Linked DNA regions of Drosophila melanogaster: region 1 is linked to region 2. Evidence: chromatin contacts called from public HiChIP or PLAC-seq data. All regions are on one chromosome and are shown on one strand. The core of a region is the stretch at or near the end of the contact, and the rest is flanking DNA. Distances in the headings are between cores, read along the strand shown.

Region 1 (5,145 bases), core at 1,424-3,923, 44 kb before region 2:
TTGGATACGTAGTTCCCGCATCCTCGTCATCGCCCCCTTTGAATCCCACTCGCAATGCATGCTTGTGACACCCTATATCCAGGCTCTAAAAGATCGGGGTCACCAGCTGACGGTGATACATGCATACAAGCACTGCATGCACAAAATTGAGGATGTCACCTTTATACGAATATGGTATAATAATAATGTTTTTTTAGGTAAGTATCAAAATCTTAATTGCCCATTGAATCATTATCTCAGATAAGGTAGTGTGTATGTACTTATGTCAGACGCAAGAGTGTAAATTTATTCTAATTGCAATTTTATCAACTGCCAAAATAAGAATCAATCAAGCGAAGTGTAGTTTCTTTTAGATTAGATTCTTAGATTCTTTAGATTAAAGAACAGAAATCTCTAATATATATGCTTTTGTCTCATATTTACTGCAGAGTTTGAGGAATCCGTTGGAATCGCTTCAGCGAACAATAAGTGGGAGGAAATTAGTTCTATGTCGAGTCTTATGGCAAATGCTACGCTTAATGTCCTCAATAATGTGGAAGTTCGAGCATTAATGAAGTCAAGAATAACATTTGACGCGGTGGTCCTGGAAGCTGGATATAGTGACGTGCTCTATGGCATGGCAGCCCATTTCAGCGCCCAACTGATCGGAATTTGCACCTGCGTAGCAGATTGGAATATAAATAACCTGGTGGGTTTTTCAACATCCACTTTGACAGAGCCCATAATGCCATTTCGTGCAAAGTATGTGAAAAACGTTTGGGATCGCATCTACAATTGGTTATACACAACCGAAGAGTGGCTGCTGATCAACTTGGTATTTTTACCAAAACAGCGCCTTATCCACGACCACTTCTTTGGCCATCTGGAGAAGAGCTTCCATGAGATCCGGCAAGACTTTGCATTGATGCTGCTCAATCAACACTTTAGCCTGTTTCGGGCCAGACCCAATGTGCCGGGAATGGTTGAAGTAGCTGGTCTACACATTCCCAAAGAGGATCCACAGCTGCCGAGCGATCTGCAAGTGTTCATCGATGAAGCAGAACATGGAGTGATCTTGTTTTCTCTGGGTCTGGAACAGGACAGTAAAGATTTGCCAAGGAAAACGCAGGAAATTCTGGTGGAGACTTTCAAATCGGTTCCACAGCGTGTGATTTGGAAGTTCGATGGTGAATCTACGATGAGTCTGGGCACTGATATCTACCACTCCAAACTTTTGCCACAGCAAGCAATTTTGGCTCATCCAAACGTAAAGCTCTTTATAAGCCATTGCGGAATGATGAGCGTTATAGAAGCTGCCTACTATGCGAAGCCAGTATTGGGCCTTCCATCGTTTTTCGATCAATTCAGGAATTTGGAAATCATGAAGGAGGAGGGAGTAGCTCTGGAGTTGAACATCAATAGCTTGACAGTAAAAGAGTTGAAGGATGCTATACACAGCATGATAAATGAGCCGGAATATCGAGAGAGTGCCTTGGCTATTTCCCAAAGATTTAGGGATCAGCCCATTCATCCTTTGGATGCGGCCATTTATTGGACGGAGTACATAATACGCTACAAGGGTGCAGATCACATGAAAATATCTCAGTCCCAGTTAAAGTTGTTCGATTACTATTCCCTGGACAATTTCATAATGGTCGGATCGCGGCTATCCTTGGTGGTGGCTTTAGTTTTTCTGGTCCTCTCAAAAAGCAGAAGATGGCTAAATCATTTGTCAACATCTGCAAAGTCATTTCTACCTACGAAACATCTAATTAGAAGTTAATTTTAGATATACGTTTATTAATCATGTATACGATTTATTAATAAAATCGTAGCTGTAAAAATAACAAATTAAAATGTGAATACAAATTAATATTTTAGAAAATACGAATAAATACAATAAATATTTTCAACTGGATTGTAATTATTTTATGACTGTTTTTTAGCCTGATTACAGGAGGGACAATGAATGATAAGCGCTATTGGTAGGTAGCTTTATCTAATCTTAATAGCCCCTAATTTACGATTATTTCTAAGTATTAGACTCATTTTATGGAACCATTTAGTGCACGTCTGTGACGTTCTGTACAATTAGACAGCAATATATTTCTATATTTTCATTCAATTTTCAACATATATGTAAAGAGAATTTTATTAAAATTTATCAGCCAAAGCCAAAACTGAATTACTAAAAATGTTTGAATAGATAAAGAATCTACTAAACGATTATAAACATTTTGCAAGTTCTCTGAGCGCAAGACATTTTGTTTACCAACAAGTTACTCAAAATCAACTGGAGAGTTTGAGAACCAAAAGTCGATAGAGCGCTTAAGAGAACTTAAGAGAACCAGATTGAAAAAAGAGTGCTATTTGTTTCTCCTATTAGTTACATAACATCTGAGTATTGTGTGTAAACAATCAACAAAGTTGTTTGAGTCAAGCCGGTGACGCCAAAAATGTATATATATACAAATATATATATATATATATATATATATATATATATATATATATAAGTGCATAAATTAAAACATACAAAGAGAGCGAACTGTGAATTTGTTTTGGTTTGAAATTAATAGGCCACTGTTTCGCTTCGTTGAACTTGCTTTGTGTGGGCAATGAGTAAATTTTGGGCGATTCTTCTAATCGTCATTCCCCGATAATTATATATGAAAAAGTTCTTATGTTAGATTAGTTGTCGTTCGTCAGCGAATCGCTGCGGTTGCCTTGCAAATGGGTGGAATATTTTCTGTAACTGGTCTTGGCATTCTGCTAATTGGCCTGATATGGCTGTTCGCCGCAAATGCCGATGAAGGGGTTCAAAGTTCGCGCATATTGGCCGTGTTTCCTTTTCCCGGCCGATCGCAGTACATTTTCGCTGAGCAGTTTATGAAGGAACTGGCCCATCGGGGTCACAATGTCACCGTAATCAATACCTTTGGTAGCGATAAAAACGAGCCCAACTTTCGGGTGATTGGTGCTAAAAAAATTCACGAAATAATGGCGGGTAAGTAAACTCAAGCAGTTGTCAGGTATTTCTTCAAGTTATCTATTAAAATTCACATTTATTGTAGCATTTGGAAATGCAGATTACACCCAAACGGCGAGTCAATGGCAAATGTTGACTATGACCACACAGTTTCTCAATCTTTTGACCACAAGTATCCTGGATGATGCGGCTGTAAAGGATTTACTGAACAGCGGCGAGAAATTCGATTTGGTTATAATGGAAGCGGTGCAAACCGAAGCCCTCTTCGGTTTGATCCAGCATTTTGGAGCAGAAACCATAGGTATCTCATCGTACGGCACAGATACACACATCGATGAGTTAATGGGCAACATATCGCCATTGTCCTACAATCCCTTGCTACTCTCATCGCGAACGGAGCAAATGGATTTCAAGGATCGTGTGATGAATGTGTTTGAAGCCTCGGTAATGTGGCTGCACAAGAGGATTGTCCACCTGCCGTCTCAACGGGATCTGTATGCGAAATACTTTCCCACGGCCAGGAAATCATTGGATGAAGTTTTGGACAGCTTTGCGCTAATGCTTCTCGGCCAGCACTTTTCCCTGAGCTATCCACGCCCCTATTTGCCCAATATGATCGAGGTGGGCGGACTGCATTTACAACAGAAGCGAAAGGTTCAGCCCTTAGCAAAGGAACTGTCGGAATTTGTCGAGCAATCGGAGAAGGGAGTAATCTATTTCTCCATGGGTTCCAATATCAAAAGCAAAGACTTGCCGCCATCCACACGAAAAATGCTAATGCAAACCTTTGCCAGTGTGCCACAACGTGTGCTGTGGAAATTCGAGGATGATCAGTTGCCCGAAAAACCCGATAATGTCTTCATCAGCAAGTGGTTCCCCCAACCCGATATTCTCGCTCATCCGAATGTTAAGCTCTTCATCACCCACGGAGGTCTATTGAGCACCATCGAGAGTATATACTTTGGAAAGCCCATACTTGGATTGCCCATTTTCTATGATCAGCACTTGAATGTTCAGAGGGCCAAGCAGGTAGGCTATGGTCTCAGTGCTGATATATGGAGTGTCAATGCGACAGAACTGACGCCTTTGATCCAGGAATTGCTGAGTAATCCCAGTTATGCGGCAGCAGCTCAGACTAAATCCAAATTATTCCGAGATCAGAAGGAAACCGCTTTGGAGCGCGCCATTTGGTGGACCGAGTACGTATTGCGGCATAAGGGAGCCAAACACTTGAGATGTGCTTCGCGTGATCTGGATTTTATTCAGTTCCACGGACTGGACACCTGGGGGCTCCTCATCGCAATCACTTTTGTCTCCCTACTGATCGTCGTTATTTTGATTAAATGCTTACAAAGGGTCTTCGTTTCGCTTATAAGTAAAATCCGAAAAAATCGTGCGGAGGCGAGTAAATTGAAGACCCAGTAATCAATTAAAGTCGATTAACTGTTTGAGTTCATGCCGCCACCGACTTATGTTTCCTCTTAGAGCAGTAAACATTTGCATTTTTGTTTTGTTACCAGCACCTGTGAATTAATTTTTAAATAAATAAATGAAAAAAAAAATATTAAATTGTTTTCATATTAGCTATTTAGACATCATAGCAAAAAAAAATGCTCATTGGGGCGACTAATTATTTAAATTCATTCAAAAGAAACTACTGCTAATACGTCAAGTGCTGTCATTATAATCATATAGTGCACGCATGAACCTTGGCCTCTACTTAACCGTAGCTTAAAGCTCTATTATTAACTGACTACTTTAAAAGCTATGTAAGGCATAGAAAATTTAATTTTTAATTTGATATGCATACCCTTAAAGAAGAATCGAGGTTTTAAGCTAAAGTAAGAACCTATTTTTTGAATTTTTTCACTTGAATTGTAAACTAACCCTTTTTTTTCTTCGAGTGCACACAATTGTTAATTCAGAAGAGCGGTGTGTTTGTTTAGGGGATTAAAGGGGATAAGACAGGGAAACAAATTGTGATGGGGTGCGACGGTGAGATGTGGATCGCCTACGAAATTTACGTAATCTCATCTGTCGAGAATTACTATTGCATGTCAGTGGCATGCAGTGTTATCTAACAGCTTAGAACTATGTTGTGATGCGTTTGCCGATTCAGTTTACAAAGTGAGATCGCGAAGTGCAGACGATTTTTGAGATGCTCGCTCTACGGATAG
Region 2 (5,646 bases), core at 1,602-4,101:
TTTGTCGCATCGTTCCGATTTTTCCGATCTCTTGTTTTTCATATTTTTTTTTTGCTTGCTACTAGTCCTTTTCAACAGCAATAAAAGTCGATTGTCAACGTTGACTGGCATTCTTCGAGCGAGTGAATATGTAGCAAATATTCAGACTAGAATCCTGGAAGGATTCAGCTTGCTCCTGGTCGAGTGATTTTCAGGTATTCAGGAGCTAGGTCCGAGGTCCTTTTGCCAAACTGCAGTTCTGCCCATCACTTAACATTCTCTAATCTCGTCAGTGTAGAGCAGAAAAGATATGGTATTGTAGAGAATGGTGTGTGGAAGTCGGAAGCTATGCCGAAATCAAAATGCTTCATAAAACGGAAATGAAAACAAATGAAAAATGATTTTTACTTATGGGCAAATTGTTCCTCGGCACTTCCAATCTCAATTCCTGGCCAGCCATTGTTGCATAGTTCGTGCAGCAAGTGCTTGTTGCAAATAAATTGCATTTGCACTTAAAGCATCGTCAATATGGCAGCTGTTGCTATTCGTTGTTCGGCCCTCCGGATAATTCCTTTCATCCATGGTAGTCAGACATGTGTGTGGGTTGTTTGTAGGTGGGGAAAAATACACGACAAGGTAAGCCTGATTAATGTTGTTCAGGCTTTTCTACTGACGAGACGAGACGAGTCGAGTCGAATAAAGGCCAAGAGCATTTAGTGCACAAAAGAGATAAAGCCAAGTTTTTCCTTTCCAGGCAGTATCCCAGCAGTTAAGATTTCATGCTGTTAGTGTGGCAGCTTAAGTACTAATTTATCGCTTTGTTAGATGGGCATTAGGATTTTAAAATTTTTCAAACTAACTTAACTAATATATTTGATTTAAATTTAAAACTCTTATTTATTGGAATGAGTTGATGATTTAAAAAAATACTAAAATATAAATATACTTTCAGGAATGCTCTTTAAACCATCCTTTTTCTATATGCACAGTTACACTTCACAATTGCGAAGGACCTCTTCTCAGAAATACCCGTTGAAAAGTGAACAGCCTGCTGTTGACCTTTTCTTAACCCCGGATCAGTTGTTGACTCGCCACGAACTTGAGCCGACCCCTTCCACGCCAAGATGATGATGAACCAATACAATAGGGCACCAGAAACCACAAGATGGCCCACTTGTAGAGCTCTCGCCTTACACATGCCCTTTATTAAAAAATTAAAATTGCTAACCGAAGAGGAGTGAAAAAGAGGTGGGCCTTGTGGCCTTTTTTTTTGGTATCATTTTTTTGTAGCTAAAATAATCAGGAAACTTAATTGAATCAAGTTGCAAGGCGATCCGGGGCCGACCAAAGGAAAAGCCTCATAATAAACGGCAAAAGAAATGGCCAAAGGAAAGAGGGGCTAAAGAGCTCAGAGGGTTGGAGATTCACAAAAAAAAAAAAAAGGGTGAAAAAGAAGTGAGGGAAGAGATGGTATTGGGTTGGATGAAAGGAGTAAACAAGGACTAAGGAGTGAAAATGTGCGCAAGAAAGCAAATAAATTGAAGTGAAAACAAATAGCCAGGGATGTGGCGATGGTGGTGGTTGTCTTGGTCCTGGTCCTGGTCCTGCTGGGTTACAAAGGAGTTCCATCGTGGGGTTTCGGAAGCTCGGAAGGGTCCAACTGGCGGACATTCCGTCAGAAGCCCACAATAACAACTCCACCTTATTTATAAATTAACAGTAACAATTTTTCCCGCCGGACATACACTTAAAAATTTTCGTGTATAAAAGTTTAATATTTCTGGCCCACTCACTTTACATTTTCTGTTCATTTTTGTTCCTTCCTGCTGTTTTCATTCTACGTATTTTCATTCTTGTTGTTCTTTGTCTGCCTCTGTGTGTGTGTGTGTGTGTGGGTGTGCGGGTGGGTGAGTGTGCTTTGTTCCGGGAAAAAGGAAGCTCCGGACAAGGTCCTTTGCCGTCGCTTAAGCAAATAATTTCTTTTCTTAGGCAGCGCTTTGGCCTTTATGCTCCGCCGAGTTTCGCCTCCTCCACCGGCAAAAATTCCCAACTGGCCAGCTGCATTGGTACTCGTTTTGAGCCTTTTTCACGTCTTTCGGCCCAGCTCCCTGTTGTGCGTTTTGTTTTTAGTTGCCTTCTCCGCTTGTTTGGCCTGCACTTCTCACGCACATTCTTCGGGGAATTTGCCCAGCACTCAGTCCAGCGGATACCGGGGACTTCACGGGAAGATCTTTAAAAGCCCGTCGGGAGTTTGCCAACTTTAAGTAGTTTGCACAAATTGAGGAATTAATATCGAAAGAGGAAACTGGGATAGTACTGTGTAAAGGTTTTTATGGTGTATATGAAATACAAACATATGAATAAGGTAATGTAAAAGCGGTTAACAAATTCCCAAAAATATAATAATAGGTTATATATTAATTATTCGATTTGGTTATGGAGTGATAGTGGAACCGAATCGTACCGAATTGGCGATATGTATAAATCGATTTGATACTCATTCCATCACGTGCCGGGAACGCGTGCCCAAAATCTCGTTTGAAGCTCTTCGGCAATTTTTAAATAAAATGTGAAATAGTTGGCCCGAGCCGCTATAAAGTGCTATTTCATAAGCAAACCGACAGAATCAATAAAGATAATGAGTGTCGAGCATGGACTACCCTAACCGAGGAGGGTTCCCTCTTAAAAGTGGAATGTCTCTCTCTTTATTAAATAACAACGATGAAAATGCAAATGCCAAATGCCCTTTATCATCGTGAATGGGCATTGTTTGTCGCTCAAAAAGCTCTCTCGTTCGCTATCAACAAAAGCTAAGCACATATGTATATATAGGAAAGTTTGACCGATCTGTTCAATTAGTCGCTGCACGATACTCATTCCGTGACCATGAGATTATTAACTGTGATCGCGATCGTGTTTTGCGCTTTGAGCGCCAAGCCGCTCGAGTCGGAAAGTGCGAAGATTTTGGCTACGCTGCCGTTTCCGGGTCGATCTCAGTACATATTTGTGGAGAGTTACTTGAAAGCTTGGCAGCTAAGGGTCATCAGGTGACCGTTATTAATGCCTTCAAGAACAAGGAGACACCAAATATGCGCTTTATTGAGGCCCTCAAAGCGCACGAATTCGCAGACGGTGTGTATTAACACATTGACAAGTAATAGTATTTTGTATTTATAAATCTATTTGCTCGCAGAGATGATGAGTTTGCTGAATGTGCCACTATTGTGGCAGCAGCTCAATGCCATGGATTACATATTAAACAAATTCATCGATGTAACTATGGAGGACGAGGGTGTCCAGAGGCTACTTAATTCGGGAGAAACTTTCGATCTGGTGCTGGCGGAGATGCTCCATATGGAACCGATGTACGCTTTTGCTCAGCATTTTAATGCCACTTTAGTGGGATTCTCCAGCTTTGGAACCGATAGAACTATTGATGAGGCTGCTGGAAATATATCACCCATATCATATAACCCGCTTGTGACCTCTCCTCGAACCGATCGGATGACCTTTCTGGAGCGCTTGGAAAATCACTACGAAGTCATTGTGGAGGACATTCATCGCCATTTCGTTCACCTGCCACATATGAGAAATGTTTACAAAAAGTATTTCCCGAATGCAAAGAAAACCCTGGAGGAAGTCATGGATAGTTTTTCGTTGATTCTGCTGGGCCAGCATTTTTCTTTGAGCTATCCGCGACCCTATTTGCCCAACATGATTGAGGTTGGTGGAATGCACATCTCGCACAAGCCGAAACCACTGCCAGAAGACATTAAACAATTTATTGAGGGTTCGCCACATGGTGTTATATACTTCTCCATGGGCTCCAATGTGAAGAGCAAGGATCTGCCACAGGAAACTCGTGATACGCTGCTGAAGACCTTTGCCAAATTGAAGCAGAGAGTGCTGTGGAAATTCGAAGATGACGATATGCCTGGAAAGCCAGCTAATGTGCTGATCAAGAAATGGTATCCCCAGCCGGATATTCTGGCCCATCCGAATGTGAAGTTGTTCATCAGCCACGGTGGTCTGCTGAGCAGCACCGAAAGCGTTTACTTTGGCAAACCCATACTGGGATTGCCGTGCTTCTATGATCAGCACATGAATGTGCAGCGCGCCCAGCGAGTGGGATTCGGCTTGGGCTTGGATCTGAATAATCTAAAGCAGGAGGATTTGGAAAAGGCCATTCAAACGCTGCTCACTGATCCCAGTTATGCCAAAGCATCCTTGGCCATTTCCGAGCGGTATCGTGATCAACCGCAATCAGCCGTCGATCGAGCTGTCTGGTGGACGGAGTACGTAATCAGGCACAATGGTGCTCCTCACCTGCGAGCAACTTCCCGGGATCTCAACTTCATTCAACTGAACAGCTTGGACACTTTAGCTGTGATACTGGCAGTACCTCTACTACTCGCTCTGTTAATCGTAACGTTATCTTGCAAATTATTGGGAGGAAAGAAACAGAAATGCTTACATGCTGATAAGCTTAAGAAACATTAGAGGCTATATGTAGTATATCTTTGTTGTTTACAGTTTTAAGAACCTTGTTTTCTTATCATTATTATCTAGTAATACCATCACTGATGCTATATATTTTATTGCCAAATGTTGTTTGTCATTTCAAGGGTCTGACGTTTCTTAAACGAGTTAATGGGGAACACCAATAATCGGCATTATTATTTTTCTATTGCCATCAATTGCTATCATTTGACCAGCTGTGCGAGTGTTTTTGTCTAAGTTTGTTACTGATAACGCTCGGTTGAAAAGTGTTTTTTATTTATACAGTGCAAATGGTCAGTATTTAATTACTTATCAATTTGATAATAAATCAAAATGACGGGCGAATAGGCGTAATTATAATACTTCTTATCATTACTAGGTCTGTCCAAGCAAAAAACGGAAGCAATCTTTTCATTCCAAACATATACGCAGTATTTGTTAAAATTCTGGGATGATAATAATGTTTAACTAAAGTTTTGCATATAAATGAAATCTTAATTGCAATGAAAATGTAAAACGTGGGGCTGGAGCAATACTAACTACACGGCCCACACGGCGTATGAGTGACATTTATCGAATTGGAATTAAAAATTTTTTGTACTTCCTTCGCCTCTATTTCAGTTTATTAACACCTTTTTATTGGTTGATTAAATGTAAGGAATTTAAGAATATTTGTTTTTTGGGCAGTCATTACCGCTCCCGGTCCACCATGCTTTAAGCCACGCCTACTCCTAAAAACTTTGCCCAAAGTACACAAAAATTACAGAGTTAAAAGTATCGCTGAGAAAAAAAAACGTTATCTTAATTGCGGGTTACTTTTTTTCAACTGGTCTGCCAGCTACCTGGTCGGAATAAAAGAGTCGTGGGGTGGAGAGGGAAGCCGACGGAAAAAGTGAACCCAAATTTGTGTCCGTTGCTAGCACCAGGACACGCCCTAAATCACTGGCTTTTTATCAACTTCAACTTGAAACGAAATTCAAATGTTTCGCTCGTTTTTCTCGGCCTGCAAATGCGATTCGGCTCCGGCTGTTGCCCCTAACAACTGGGAAAATGAGGGGCGGGAGGGAAAAACTGGAGTGAAAAAATTCGATTCACATACGCACTCGGGGAAATAATTTACTTTCTCAAAGCCTATTAAATCATTTCAAATTTTTAAACAGTTTTATT

Evidence for each region. HiChIP or PLAC-seq counts read pairs in DNA pulled down with a chosen protein or histone mark.
Region 1: a RAD21 HiChIP or PLAC-seq map of the Kc167 cell line shows a contact between it and region 2, with 6 times the contacts expected there. The contact joins the promoter of Ugt35A1 here to the promoter of Ugt35C1 in region 2. A contact is called at or near these places in 1 of 1 datasets of contacts at CTCF or cohesin (the Kc167 cell line), 40 of 107 Hi-C or Micro-C datasets (the Clone 8 cell line, the Kc167 cell line, the ML-DmBG3-c2 cell line and 16 more) and 2 of 6 datasets of contacts at active chromatin or transcription factors (both in the Kc167 cell line).

Annotation. Positions count from the first base shown.
Region 1 is chr3R:11,170,192-11,175,336 of dm6, reverse strand. Ugt35A1 (UDP-glycosyltransferase family 35 member A1) reads left to right here and starts at 2,673. Exons shown (of 2, transcript NM_079590.3): 1 at 2,673-2,986; 2 at 3,054-4,520. The coding sequence starts at 2,713. The coding sequence ends at 4,393. Ugt304A1 (UDP-glycosyltransferase family 304 member A1) reads left to right here. Exons shown (of 2, transcript NM_144362.2): 1 at 1-197; 2 at 429-1,896. The coding sequence ends at 1,762. Ugt35B1 (UDP-glycosyltransferase family 35 member B1) reads left to right here and starts at 5,091. Exons shown (of 2, transcript NM_079589.3): 1 at 5,091-5,145. The coding sequence starts at 5,127.
Region 2 is chr3R:11,125,533-11,131,178 of dm6, reverse strand. Ugt35C1 (UDP-glycosyltransferase family 35 member C1) reads left to right here and starts at 2,851. Exons shown (of 2, transcript NM_001104274.2): 1 at 2,851-3,111; 2 at 3,173-4,582. The coding sequence starts at 2,866. The coding sequence ends at 4,479.